2 separate regions of the Mus musculus genome follow, and region 1 is linked to region 2. Evidence: chromatin contacts called from public HiChIP or PLAC-seq data. All regions are on one chromosome and are shown on one strand. Each heading gives the region's core, a stretch centred on a gene start, on an enhancer-like site or on the middle of the called end of the contact. The rest is flanking DNA. Distances are from core to core; before and after follow the strand shown. Region 1 overlaps Memo1 (mediator of cell motility 1). Region 2 overlaps Xdh (xanthine dehydrogenase).

Evidence for each region. HiChIP or PLAC-seq counts read pairs in DNA pulled down with a chosen protein or histone mark.
Region 1: an H3K27ac HiChIP or PLAC-seq map of microglia shows a contact between it and region 2, with 4 times the contacts expected there. The contact joins two enhancer-like sites. A contact is called at or near these places in 3 of 39 promoter capture datasets (the C10 cell line and liver), 1 of 15 datasets of contacts at CTCF or cohesin (the NIH/3T3 cell line), 1 of 115 datasets of contacts at active chromatin or transcription factors (microglia) and 1 of 9 other capture datasets (adipose tissue).

What each region holds. Positions count from the first base shown.
Region 1 is chr17:74,262,368-74,269,307 of GRCm38.p6, forward strand. The region is part of intron 1 of Memo1 (mediator of cell motility 1); the gene reads right to left. It overlaps Gm52299 (a long non-coding RNA gene), which reads right to left. Exons shown (of 2, transcript XR_003952320.1): 2 at 5,924-6,940. Among named protein-coding and RNA genes, the nearest start is that of Gm52299, 10 kb to the right of the region's middle. Within about 2 kb of position 2,889, at least 120 of the 459 cell types and tissues checked have an H3K27ac peak or open chromatin away from gene starts, as enhancers often do. A contact at or near this core is called in adipose tissue and microglia, where this site is marked.
Region 2 is chr17:73,930,948-73,937,584 of GRCm38.p6, forward strand. It overlaps Xdh (xanthine dehydrogenase), which reads right to left. Exons shown (of 36, transcript NM_011723.3): 5 at 4,925-5,051; 6 at 3,855-3,916. It also overlaps the pseudogene Gm18068. Among named protein-coding and RNA genes, the nearest start is that of Xdh, 16 kb to the right of the region's middle. Within about 2 kb of position 4,149, at least 30 of the 459 cell types and tissues checked have an H3K27ac peak or open chromatin away from gene starts, as enhancers often do. A contact at or near this core is called in adipose tissue and microglia, where this site is marked.

The sequences.
Region 1 (6,940 bases), core at 1,639-4,138, 330 kb after region 2:
AACAAATCATAGATCTGAGAGTCATTTAAAATGGTCAAGCGAATGATAGAGTGGTCAATGGACAAATGATGGCAGCAAATATTAAAATAGATCAAGAAACTGTACATTGTAGCATGTGTCTACAATCCTATCACAAAGTAGCCTATGCAGAATAATAGTGGACTCAAGGCCAGCTTAGAGGACACAGAGAGACACTGCTTCAGAGACAGGAAGGAAGGAGGCGTGGAGGAAGGGGGGAAGGGAAACCAAAGTGTGGAAGATCAGACTCTTGGGCATAGAACCAAGATGCACCAATGAGGGAGGGAAAGTAATGTAGGAGACTTGGGTGGAAGGAGAAACTAGATTCAGATAACCTCCTTAAAAGCCTTATAAAATTAGCATATAGAAAAAAGGAAAGGGCAGGAGAGATGGCCCAGGGGTTAAGAGCACTGTCCACGCCGGGCATGGTGGCGCATGCCTCTAATCCCAGCACTCGAGAGGCAGAGGCAGGCGGATTTCTGAGTTCGAGGCCAGCCTGGTCTACAGAGTGAGTTCCAGGACAGCCAGGGCTACACAAAGAACTCTGTCTCGAAAAATCAAAAAGAAAAAAAAAAAGAAATACAAAGCTAGTGGCTCCCAGCCATCCACAGCTCCAGCTCTAGGGGACCTGATGACCTCCTCTGATCTCTGTAGGCACTAAGCACACATTTGGTACACATGCATATATACAGGCAGGTAAAACATATAAGATAAAAATTTAAAACTCCAATTTTAAAAAGCAAGGTTAAATATACAAAATAATTTGTATTTCTATCTAGTAGCAGCAAAAATCTGAATAAAAATTTTAAAACTTATCTAAATATCCTCAAATCTTTCAATTTTTAAATTTTTAGTGAGAGAGAGAGAGAGAGAGAGAAAGTATGTTTGTTTAAAAGACAACTTTGGGGGGCTGGAGAGATGGCTCAGCAGTTAAGAGCACTGACTGCTCTTCCAAAGATCCTGAGTTCAAATCCCAGCAACCACTGGTGGCTCACAACCATGTGTAATGAGGCCTGATGCCCTCTTCTGGGGTGTCTGAAGACAGCTTCAATGTTCTTACATGTAATAATAAATAAATCTTAAAGAAAAAGATTAAAAAGAGTAAAAGACAACTCTGAAGTTGGTTTTGCCTTCCTTCTTTGTATAGGTTCCAAGGTCACCAAGCTAATGCACAAAGGACCTTTATTTGCTAAGCCGCCTCACCAGCTTCAAAACATCAAATTTTTAAAGATAAATTTTAGATATAATCACTTATTACCGTACTTGGGAGGCAAGACCCACTTGCTAAAAGTCACTGTCCATTGTTCTTCAAATTCTGTTAAGGAAAGTGACTGTCCTAAATAAGGCAAACACGCATGTGGCAAATCCATGGCTACCACCATATTTACCGGCTATGACCTGAGTTCTGTTACTCTAAGATCAAACAAGGATGTCTGCTCATCTATTCATTTGTAGGCAAATGGATCTATGTTTAGAGATGAAAAAAGTGCATTTTTAATGGTCAGAGTTTGTACAACTTTTATCTACATATTCACTCTAAAAATGCAGTACAAGCTAACAATCCCATAGTTAGCACTACAGCACTCACGGCAGGATTTCATGGTAAGGAAAGTGTAATTAAAACCACCAGCATTTGGTTTGGTAGCAGTTTCCATCTGTGGACATCAAAGCAACTTTTAAACACATTAATTACAGCCTTCCTAACTATCCTGTTTACTATCAGCAGAGTACAAGCATGAACATGGGTCTACTATACCAAACTACACAAAGTATACATTTAAATTGTAAAGTCCATGCATAATTAGAGACTATTTTGTATTAAGGTCTGAGGAGAACCTACCCTTCCCTGTATACTACTTAGTAAACTATTAAATCATTACTAGTGGGGCTGGAGGATGGCTCAGTTGTTAGAACTTGTTTGCTCTTGAAGACACCAATACACATAAAATAAACCTAAAAAAAGATTACGACCAGTATTAGTTTAAGTTCTTTATCTTTATACTGTTTGAGTTTGTGTGTTGTTTTTGCTTTTGGTTTATATTTGTTCCCTTGGCTGTCCTGGAACTTGCTCTGGAAGACCAGGACAGTCTCATCCAGCTGCCTCTGCCTCCTGAGTGCTGAGATCAAAGGGTGCACTCCCCACCCCCAGCCCCAGCCCTGTCTTCAGACTGTTAATACCATAAAGAAAGGCACTGGGGATGGGCAACTGGACTCCTTGGTTAGCAGGTGCTGTATTCTCCCTCATTACCCTTTCTGTCTTGGGAAAAAAGACTATTAGAGTAACAGCCAGCCAGACTACTCTTTTGCCAGCTACAGCCATCCTCAACATTCCATGGATACCTTGAGACAACTAAGCAGACTGCAGCTGACTGCCTTGGCTCCTGAAGGCACAGCCCCAGCCAAAATTGTGTGAAACAGTTTGCACCAAATTTTTCCTTTCACAGTCCTGAGTGAAATCTAGATGACCTTGAAATCATTTCCACTTTGGCCAAAAGGAAGCACTTTTCCCTCAGAGAGGTGATTGGTTCAACTCAGTGGCTATGATGAGTACAAAGAGATAATGTTCAAACAAGTGGATGTGAATGACCCAAAACAAAGGGGATGATGGGTGCAAAGGCGGCTTCTGGGGCTCTATAAAGCTGGTCAGGCTCACTGAGTGAGCCAGCTGGGAGACACTCTCCTGTGCTGCTTCCCCTAAAACTGCAGCATTAGGCGCAATAAAATGCTTCTCTAAATGGTCTTTCTTGCCTACTTTCAGTAATGTGGCTGAACTGGTCGCCAGAGGGAGGTGGGAGAGGAGAGAGGCAGGGGCAGTAGCAGCAGCAGCGAGCAGAAACAGCAGAATGGCAGTGGTGCTGACAATGAAAGCCCCACAGATGAAGAGGCTTAAACAGCTGAAGAAGCAGCTGTAGTCCTGCAGAGTGGCAGTCCTGGCCTGTGCTCTTGACTTCTGGGTGGCTCCCAAACGGCCCAGCTCACAACCCATCCCCACTTCCCCAGGCCTGAATTCATACCCAAACTATTCCCAAATATCCCAGCATGCACCAGAGTGGGGGCAGGGGGACACTACGGACACACGGCTCCTTGACAACTTTAGAAGCAACTGAACAAACAGTTCAAATGGACGGGAAGGAAGAAGAAAGCAGAAGGAGAGCATATGTGACAAGAGGATTATGCATATGAAGGATCAAAAGTGTGTGTGCAGAAGTAATCAACAGATACTGCAGGTTAGCAGGTTCCCACAGAATTGTAGTAAGTCTTCATTGCCCATGCTGAGGGGTTATACCAACGACTACTTAGTAGTTAAGGCCTACACAGGGCCTATAACATTTATAGGGCTAAGGATTCCAATACCCAGAAACTGGAGGACTAGAACCCTAGAGGGTACCTCTGGCTTCTGCTACCTTACTGGCAAAGCTTGCAGTTACTAAACACCAATGCAAAAAAAAAAAAAAAAAAAAAAAAAAAAGGCTGCTTAGAGACCAGCATTTGAAGAATTTCCCCTTTCCTACACACAACTTCTATCTGGGTAGAACAAAATAGTCCTCAGCCAGCTACTGGTGACAACATCCTTATGAAAAGAAGACTGGTAATATATATAATATCCTTGCTCAGCATACACAAGATTCTGATTTCAATTCCCCAGCATCAGAAAATTCAACAATTAAGCAACAATAACTAAGTACTCAGGTATGATGGCTCAAAACTTGTAACACTGGTACTTAAAAGCTGACACAGGAAGAGTGCCCCAAATTCAAGGTCAGCCTAGAATATGAACAAGACATCAAAACTGTAGGGGACCGGTGTTAGCATTCTGTTTAAGCTCCTTCCCACAGTTACCTGCCAACAGCCAGGTAGGCCTGACCCACTATAAAGGGGGCTGTTTGCCCTCTCCTCCCTCTCTTGCCCTCTTGGGCTCTTCTCTTCCCCCATCCCTTCCCTACACCCTCCCCCCACCCCACCCCCCCCCCCGCGCGCGCGCACACACACACACACACACACACACACACACCTTTATTTCTCTACTCCCTCTCTCTGCCTTTCTCTGCCTCTACTACCCTCTTAACTCCCCTCCCCATGTCCTGAATAAACTCTATTCTACACTATACCATCATGTGGCTGGTCCCCCATACCTACCACACATCCATAGAACATATTCATATTTTCTCTCTCTCTCTCTTTCTCTCTCTCTCTTTTTATAAACATACCAGTGGGGCAGTAAGAGTGGTTAAGAGTGCTTGCTACAGACAACTAGAGCTGAGTTCTGTGCACACAGGATAGATGGCTCACAACCACCAGGGAATCCAATGCCCACTTCTGGCCTCTACAAGCACCAGCGTTCATATGCACACACCCTCACACAGACACATAATTTAAAATAAGTTATCCTTTTTAATTTTCTCAATTCTTCTTCAATAGCTGCCATACAGAAAAATTCAGAAAAGGCCCAATTGTTTAAAGTCTATTAAGTAAAAAGTAGGCTATGCACAAAACATCAAATACAAGCATAGTAATTTTTTTGTTTTGTTTTGTTTTTCGAGACAGGGTTTCTCTGTGTAGCCCTGGCTGTCCTGGAACTCACTCTGTAGACCAGGCTGGCCTCGAACTCAGAAAAACACCTGCCTCTGCCTCTCAAATGCTGGGATTAAAGGCGTGCGCCACCACTGCCCGGCTACAAGCAAAGTTTTTTTTTCAACTAACTTATATAGGTCTGGCATTCAATTCAATGGCAAAGGAAAAAAAAAAAAAAAGTGGAGTGGGGCAGACTACAAAGCCACAGGAAAAGAGAGGCAAACTCCAAGATCTCTAGGAGGCTAATGCAATCCAAAACCACCCAAGGTGCCTGGGACCAGGCCTAACATATGGCCTATCTAGAAAACCTCACAGGAGGAGAGAAGTGAGGGTAAGTCCTTTCTTGGGAAAACCTCTACCCTTTCCTAGAATTCCACACACAATTCTCATTAACTCTAAGTAAATGCACCCCCCCATTTAAGCCTATCCATAATGAGCTAAATCAAATCCCAAGGATGGAACTCTCTAGTCAACGGCTCTCACCAACAAACAAGCATTTCAACACAACCAACAACTGCTTACAGCCTTTCTCCCTTTTCAGCTACAGAGCTTCAGTATCTAACTTACAGGCACAGGAACATGCACACACATGGGCAGCCCTAGTGGCCTCTGGTCTTACGTTATCATAGTATAATTTTACTTATGGCATCTCCACAGCCACCTTTTAAACTTGTTTTTAAAAAGGAAAAAAAAAGGAGGCCAGTGAGATAACTCTGTAGGGAAAGGTGTTTATCAGCAAGCCTGACGACCTAGTCTAATCCTTAGGACCCATGTGGTTAAAGAGAATCAACTCCTACAAGATATCCTCTGATCTCTAAATACACACTACGGCATGTGAAACCCACACACATACACATAAATAAACAAATGTAATTTTGAAGATGGAATGGAAGACAGACTACGATTTCTCTCCCCCGAGATTGGGCATGACCTATAATAAGCTCAAAACTGACCTGTCTCAGGACAGGCCGGAGAGATGTCTCAGTGGTTTAAAGCATTTTCTATTCTCGCAGAGGGCCTCAGTTCCGTTCCCAGCACCCATATCTGATAGCTCACAGCCACATGTAAATTCAGTTCCAGAGGATCCGGTGCCCTCTTCAGGCCTACGTAGGAACTGCACACATGATAAACTTACATATATACAAGCAAAATACTTGTAACAACAATGTCAGCATGATTCTATGATTTAAAAAATAATAATAACCAGTCTCAATAAAGATTGTACTTCAGGTTCCATTCAGTTCTGCCTAAGGCCCTTAAAAGGCCACTGGGGAGAGCAGCCCACTGGTATCTCTTGGAACTTCTCCCATCCTCATTTCTTCCTCCTTTTTCCTAAATAAGTCTACATTTGCTCAGCTCACTTCTTGTTCAAATATCCTTGTCCAAATTCTTCTTGACCATGACATGAATTTGGAAGCTCAGGGTGGTTTGGGTGGTCACTGATCACCCAGCACTCTGGATGGATGGACAGATGGATGGACAGATGAACAGACAGGCAGACAATCACTTTCCCCTATTCTGTCTTAGGAAGTATAATTACATTTAGTATGTCTTTCTGAGCACCTCTTTCTCCTTAACCATCATACATAAGAGCATATCTTAGAATCTTTTAATAAAATCACCAAGTCTATTTCATTACACTGACTAGTCCTGAAATTCTTTTTTAGCATTAAAGCCAAAATGAGGTCCCAAAGTATTAAGGGACTCCTCGGGCTGAAAAAGCAAACAACATGGGGTTGTCTCTGTCACCTTGTATTTAACAAATTGACAAAAACACATATTTCCTCAAAGTTATGTAGTTTAAAAAAATGATAACTATACCATATTAAGCAATGTCAGCATGATTCTGCACTGAGTGGTATGCCCACTACATAACATGACTATGGGGTAACCATTCCAGGTTCTAATCCTTGCCCACTAAGCAGATCAGAAATTCTATGTTATAATAAATTATTCTACAATTCATTAAGAGGTAGAATTGTTAAGGTTGATATTGGAGGAAAGAGACACGCAGTAAAGCATGTTAAGGGACTAGGTCTTTCTCATCAAGATGAAATCTCTCTAGCCTAAGTGAAGATCTAGCATTCCCAGCTACTGAAGTCAATGAGACGGTCAATCACCTGAGCAGCCCTCAGGAGGCAGGAAGCGGAATCTCCCCTGAAGAGGTGGACTCACTTCAGCCTGATACAAAGAACAGCAGAATAATTCTATCTTTTATAAGACATTGTACTTTTTCTTTTCCAGAACTACTGTCCCCTAGTGCAATCCCTGCAGAGCACCAAGAGGTGTGGCTGGGTTTGCCTACCTTTCTACATGCAACTCTTCCTTGTTCTTTCTTCTGTCTTTAGTG
Region 2 (6,637 bases), core at 2,899-5,398:
ATACATGTTAAGAGCCTCTGTGTATTTGTACTGTGGCTTTTGGACCCATGAGCTCACAGCAGGAATGCCTGGATGTAGCCTGCACTAGACAGGGATCATCTACATTCACAAAGCCCCATTTTCTTATGAGTTGTCTTGCTTAATAAAGCCCCACATGTGCTTTTAAGAAAACACTGTGTCTTCTTAAAGCATCGGTTCTTTTATTGATCCATTCAGTGGCCTTGAATGCAGCCTGACTTCAGCCTGGCTTTAAGCTTAGGGAAATCCTCCTGACTCTGCTTCCCAAGCACTGGGATTACAGATGTGTAGAGAATTTATCTCGGTGGAATTTCCCCTCCTTTGGCGATTTCAGTATATGGCTCCATTCTCCTCTTCGTTCCTCAGTTGCTTATAAGGGGAACATGAACTTTAGCTGTGTGTAGATCAGCTGTAGTTCTGGATTCTTTGGTGGACTGTTTCTTATTTTCTGTAGCTTGACTTAATTACATGTTGTCGGGATCAGGGTTCTGTTGATTTCGTTTCACTTAGTTCAGTTCTTGGTGTTTTATTTTGTTCTTTTTGACACTGGTCCACCTTGGTGTCCTCTGAAATTCCTAGTTATGTGGTTTGGACTCAAAAATCCATTTGAGGAAATCCTCATTCATATTGTTGAAATATTACTCCTGCCTCTTGTTTTCCTCTTCTTCTGGCTTCCCCCTCACATGCATGTTACACTCCTGTGGTTCCATAGTTCTTGGTCTCCTGGTTTATAATCTCCTTCTCATCTCTTCTCTTTGCCCGTTGGCTCTAGGAGTCTGCATTTTCATATCCTCAGTCTCAGAACTGCTTTCCTGAACATTAACGCCACAAATAAGCCCAGCAAGGTCATTCTTCATTCTGTTATAGTGGCTTTGATGCTAGTGTTTCATTACCTATCTATTACTGCATGTCTATTTTTTCCATTAAGACCTTTAGCAATTATATTATTTTTATAAAGTCGTGATTCTATCATTCTAACACCTCTGTCGTATCAACTCCAATCCTGTTGTATGTTCATTCTCTTCAAATTGTGTTTGCCCTGTGTATGTATTGTGATGTTTATTTTTACTGGAGAGAAGATATGTTGTACTGAATTAAAAGACCTCTGTCAGTATACCTGTACTGAATAAAAGGACTTCTGTCAATATGTGAGTCTGCCCCTATACTATGAATGTCACAAGGACCTTTCTGGAGTCTATTCCTTCCTTAGATGAGTCAAGGTGGTTGGAGGAGTCTGAAGTTGAAAATTTATCTTCTTCCTAGTTTGGTAGACATATGATATGATATGATATGATATGATATGATATGATATGATATGATATGATATGATATGATATGATAAGAGAAGAAGAAACTCTGGTACAACATCTATATGTTTCTGCTCTTTTCAATATTTTTTTTGAGATTGTACTATAATTATAATATTTTCTCTTCCCTTTCATATATTCCTTCTTGTGCCTGTGATTGTCTGGACTTCGCTGTCTATCTTCTACCTGAGGAACAGCAGCTGGTCCTCTAACTTCCCTCCCCACAAAGAATCAGAGTAGAGTTGTTACCTTCCAGTTGTCTGGCTTTGCATGGACTGAAAACATCTGCACCCCTCACACACCATAGTGGAAAATGGAAATCCTGCTTCCGCCTGTTCTAATGGCTTATCCTTCCACTTCCTCTCTGGTAAACACACACAGTCATTCTTTATGTCAGCCATGTGCCCAGCTCTACCAGAATCTGCTCAAGCTTCATTAGCCATGTGATGTATATGAGAAAATAGGAAATCCAAGCTTGATACATCCAGGGACAAAAGTAAACAGTCTCTAAATAAGAATCCCAGAGGCTCCAGGGAAGGAACATGAAGGCACTTCTACATGCTTGCTCAGTGCCAGGCCTTCAGGCTGTTTAGAGCTCTCCTCTCAACTCAGGAAGGACTGGGTTGAGAGGGATAGAGTACTCCACATTGAGATCATGCACTCAGTCCAGGAGACCCGGAGGAGAGGAGAGCTGCTGACATTGGTCTCTTTTGAAGCACTCTCGGGGCTAGATTGTATATCTTTAAGCAGGACCCTAAGATGTGTGCACGAGACAAGATCAACAATCCTTGCTTCTCAGAGAAGCCTGGGCAGTTCATGAAGAGCATATGTCAGATAAGAGAAGACAGGTGTCAACACCATCACTTAAAGTGTCACTTGTTGAAGGCCTATTGTACTAGGTATTGTCCCTAAAAGCTCTGTGAGTGGTACTTGATTTTTTTTTTCAAACTCTGATCATGTGTTTGCTCCTCTCAAAGTCTTATTTATTACTGGACTCAGATATAGTAGAAGCTCTCAACTAGGAGAGCTGACATCTCTCAGCAATCTATTCCTGATATGTGTGTGTGTGTGTGTGTGTGTGTGTGTGTGTGTGTGTTTGCATGTGCATGTGTGTGTTTAAGTTCCTTCATTCTCTTTACCAAACATTTAGCATAGTCCACAGCCTCCGCATTTTGCTAACTACTACATTATTTCCTCAGAGTAATACACCAACATTTGTGTTTCAGGACACGTGAAATAGCAAGTTGCTGAATCTTTGTACTTTGGCTCTGGGCTTACATTCTTTGTTTAAGGGCTTTCTGGCAAAGTATTGATGGACATCATCTTCTTTAGAGAGATTGAAAAGCTTTAAGATTCTTCTAGCTCTTTTGGGCCCCAACTATCAAATCACAGCAGTATCTATCAGTCCAGGGATAACCTTTTCTCTTTTGTGCTTAACAACCAAGTTAAGACAACTCATACTGGCATCCACAATGCATTCCTGAACGGACTTGCACTTCCTCCCTCCAGGTCTCCTTGGTCTACTACAAGAATTTCCCTTACTCAACAGTAAGTGCATCTGGCATGAGTCAAGACACGTTGCTTCATGGGAAAGCCTTGTTTGCAAATCCCAGCATAGATTCCCACCGTATAGACCTCCCAACTTAAGTTTTATAAACACTGCACGGTAGCTATTATAATCCTTGACTCATGATCCACCATTTCCATCAGTTCTACCTAATTGCATAGCTCCTACTTCATGATCGGATTGCTGGATCACCACCTTCACTCAGCCTTCCCGAGTTACAGAAACCCAACACTTTCTCCTGATGTGCTTGCCCTAAAGGTTAGTGAGGAACTCCACGGCCTAACTCTCCGCAGACCCGCAATCAAACCATGATGAGAAAGTTTGATTGAAGTTAGAATCCTCTTAACCCAGCTGAGGAGTCAGGTAAAAACTGGAGTGGATAATTCAAGAGCAGAGAGGCCAACATTCTACCCTCACCACATAGCGGGTGTGTGTGTCTGTGTTTACACCACCAGTGAACACACACCGAGCTATGGCTTCAGACTAGAGGTTTATGAACTCTGAAGTGGTTCACAAACTGTCTGGAGATCTGATTATCAGCTCCACGAGGCCAGCAGAGTGCCAACTGTGACAGCAGCTAAGAGAAGGAAGGAGGAGGGGTATGAGGCTGAGCCAGGCAGGGATGCTGTTAAATGCCACATTCGGTACCTGTGCAAGCAGAGCCTGCCAATCATCAAGGAAAGTGGCCAAGTCTCCAGGCATTGTAGGAAGGTAACACTTGGGTAGTGCACATCTTCCAGAGAATCTGAGCTGCAGGCCTTGCCAGCAGGAAATTTCACACCAGGGATAAGAAGGTAGCGTCTGCTTGCCTTAGCACATATTACCTAGGAGGAGGGCTCACTACACTGGCTTGCTTCATTCTTCCTCCCAATAGACCTAAGGTCCTTGGCATCCTCCCAGTTGTGCTTTTTGCAGTTTCCTGATTTAGGGGCAGGCTGTGCCCACTCCAGGGCCCCACTTACCTTGGCAAAGGTCCGGAATCCCTGGAGGATGGGTCTATAGCCTGTACAGCGGCAGAGGTTTCCTGCAGGCCAAGGGGAAAGCTGTAAAGTTAACGTCCCTTCCAGGGGATGAGGACTTATGACTTTGCTGCATGTGCTTGACCTTCGACCTCCTATGTCTGCTGCCTATGAGGCCCTGCTCCTGCTTACATTTCTGTCTCTAAAACACCCATCCCGGTGCCTTCCCACAATGCCTAGAGCAAGCCCACCCTGACCCTTTCAGAGTGTCTGATCACCTTCTCACTGAGCTTCTCAAACTATATTACCAGTCATGCTCCCTCTTCAGAGTGGGAGTCTCTGGAGGAAGGGACTCCTATCTTTTATCCTGTGTCCTTCACACTTCAGATAGTACAAAGCATAGGGCTCAAAAATCGGCTGAGATATTGAATGGGTGGGAAACTTTCTGGATTTAATTCCCTAGATAGAGAGCTATAATCCAGTCACAGGAGATGAATCGGGAAGTGAGCATCTGCTATGACTCAGCATCTAGTCTCTCTTCCTCCTGAGCAGCAATCACCCTGGTCAAGCTTGTTCTGATGGAAGTCAAGTGAAAGAATCCGAGGCCAACAGCTCTCAACCTGTGGGTCACAACCTCGTTGGCAACAGTCTGTCTCCAAATCCATTTACATCATGATTCATAACAGTAGCAACTTTACAGTTTTGAAATAGTAATGAAAGTATATATAGTAAATAGTAGAGAGTCACCACAGCATGAGGAACTGTACTCAAGGGTCGTAATATTAGGAAGGTTGACAAGCACTGCTCTAGACAGCTTCTCAAATGTCAGTGGTTGTCTTGGGACAAGGTTGCCCCATGAAGGGTAGGATCTAGACATCCCAGGAAGCAGGGACCAACCTGGTCAACCAGAAGAAGGTGAACTTCCCAGCAGATCTTGGCTACCATGTTTTATAGCCAGAGCTCTCAGAAGAGCAACACCTGGCATTCCCAGCCCATTCTTGACTGTCATTGTCTTGACCTGTTCAGGACCCATGTGCCATCCCACTCCCTGGGCTGCGCCTAAAGGTCCACACCTTGGAAGGCATTCTCGATCTCCTCGACAGTAGGCTCAGGCTTGTTTCGGAGCAGTGTGTACATACTCATGACAATACCAGGGGTACAGAACCCACACTGGGAACCATGGCTTTTGGCAATTCTCTCCTAAAAAAAAAAAAAGACAGATAACACATGCTCATGTTGGCAGAAACCCCACCTCCCCAGCTCCTTCATATTTGCTTAAAGCTGTGAGGGTCTCCATCAGGCCACTGAGCCCATCTGAGGTGGCACAGATTCCTCATCTTCATGACGGAGACCATCCCACTAATTACAGCTATGGATTTTTTTTTAAAGTCATTCATATAAAACTCTATTTTTTTCTCTTCTTTATCCCCTCCTTATTTCTTTCTATTTGTTTGTTATCGAATAACGCTAGGGCCCTGAACATACTAGGCAGGGACTCTATTATTGAATATCTGTAGACCTTTTTCTACTGTTTGTATGTATGTTTGTTTGTTTGTTTGTTTATGATGATGTCTCATTGTGTAGTACAGGCAGGCCTCGAACTTGATTTCCTTCTATCCTAGTCTCCTGAACAGCTTGGTTTACAGCCACCAGGACAGCCTCAAACTCCTGGTGTTGTCCCTGGCATTCTGTAGGCATCCATCAATGTTAGCCATTAGTGGACAAGTCCTTTAGAGAATACTGTTAGTTCTAGCACAGAGAGTTTAGGAATTTACCCCGGTTCAAGTATCTTAAATAGAAACACTGTGCTGCGTTCTTTTGACTACATGAGCCTGCAGTGAAATTCAAGCACCACTCCTGAAGGACCACAGAGTGTGCCCTATTCAAACCCACCACTGCATTCCTGGATTGTTAAGTGAAGGTACCCTCGGAGCACAGGGAGGACATGAGAACTGGACCAGGCGCTAAGCTGAGTTTACTATATGCATAGAATGTCACAAAACTCCCACCAAAGCTGGTGGGTTTTACTTCCAGTTCCTGTTCCTCATCTACATGGCTTTCTCCTTTTTCTGTCTCTTGGGAATCTTTCTCGGTACTTGAGTAAAACTGACAGGACGTTATAACATCTGTATCTGTAGTCTACCCATTCATTTTGTGAACATGGATCAAGAACCTAGTATGCAGTAGGCATGAAAGGTTATATAAACAGAGAAGAGAGATGGGGAGAAATTCCATGAAGCCTGGACTGTAATAGTGCAATTTTGATAAAAATGGAATAAGAAAAATTCCATGTGGTGGCCAGCGCTGTGCAGAAGATTTGCACAATTACATGATCCAGAGTGACTGAACCACTCTAGAAAGGATCTCGAGGCTGGTTTCAATATCGCAGTTAGGATCAAGAAAAGAGAACTGTCAGCAAGAATGCTTGATACAGCACGAGCTTGGCGTGCCAGAGCAGCTGAGAGAATATGGGCGGAACCTGCTGACGCTAAACACTTTGGGTGGGAAAGCAGCTCCTCACAAGCTGGGGCAAGCTACAGAACCTTCTCTGTGTGATGGGCAGCCTTAGGAGATTTCAGCCAGCAGTGATGTGATTCATGGCTTTAAAAAAATAAATCACTTTGGGCTGCTGGGTGGAAATTGCATTCTAAAAACAAACACAGAAATGGGTCTTCGGAATATAGTATAGCCAGCTAAAAAGAGATAATGACATGGATCAAAGTAGTGAGAGTTAAACAGATGGGGGAGCTATCATAGATGGTTTAGAGAGTGGATCACACTTCTGG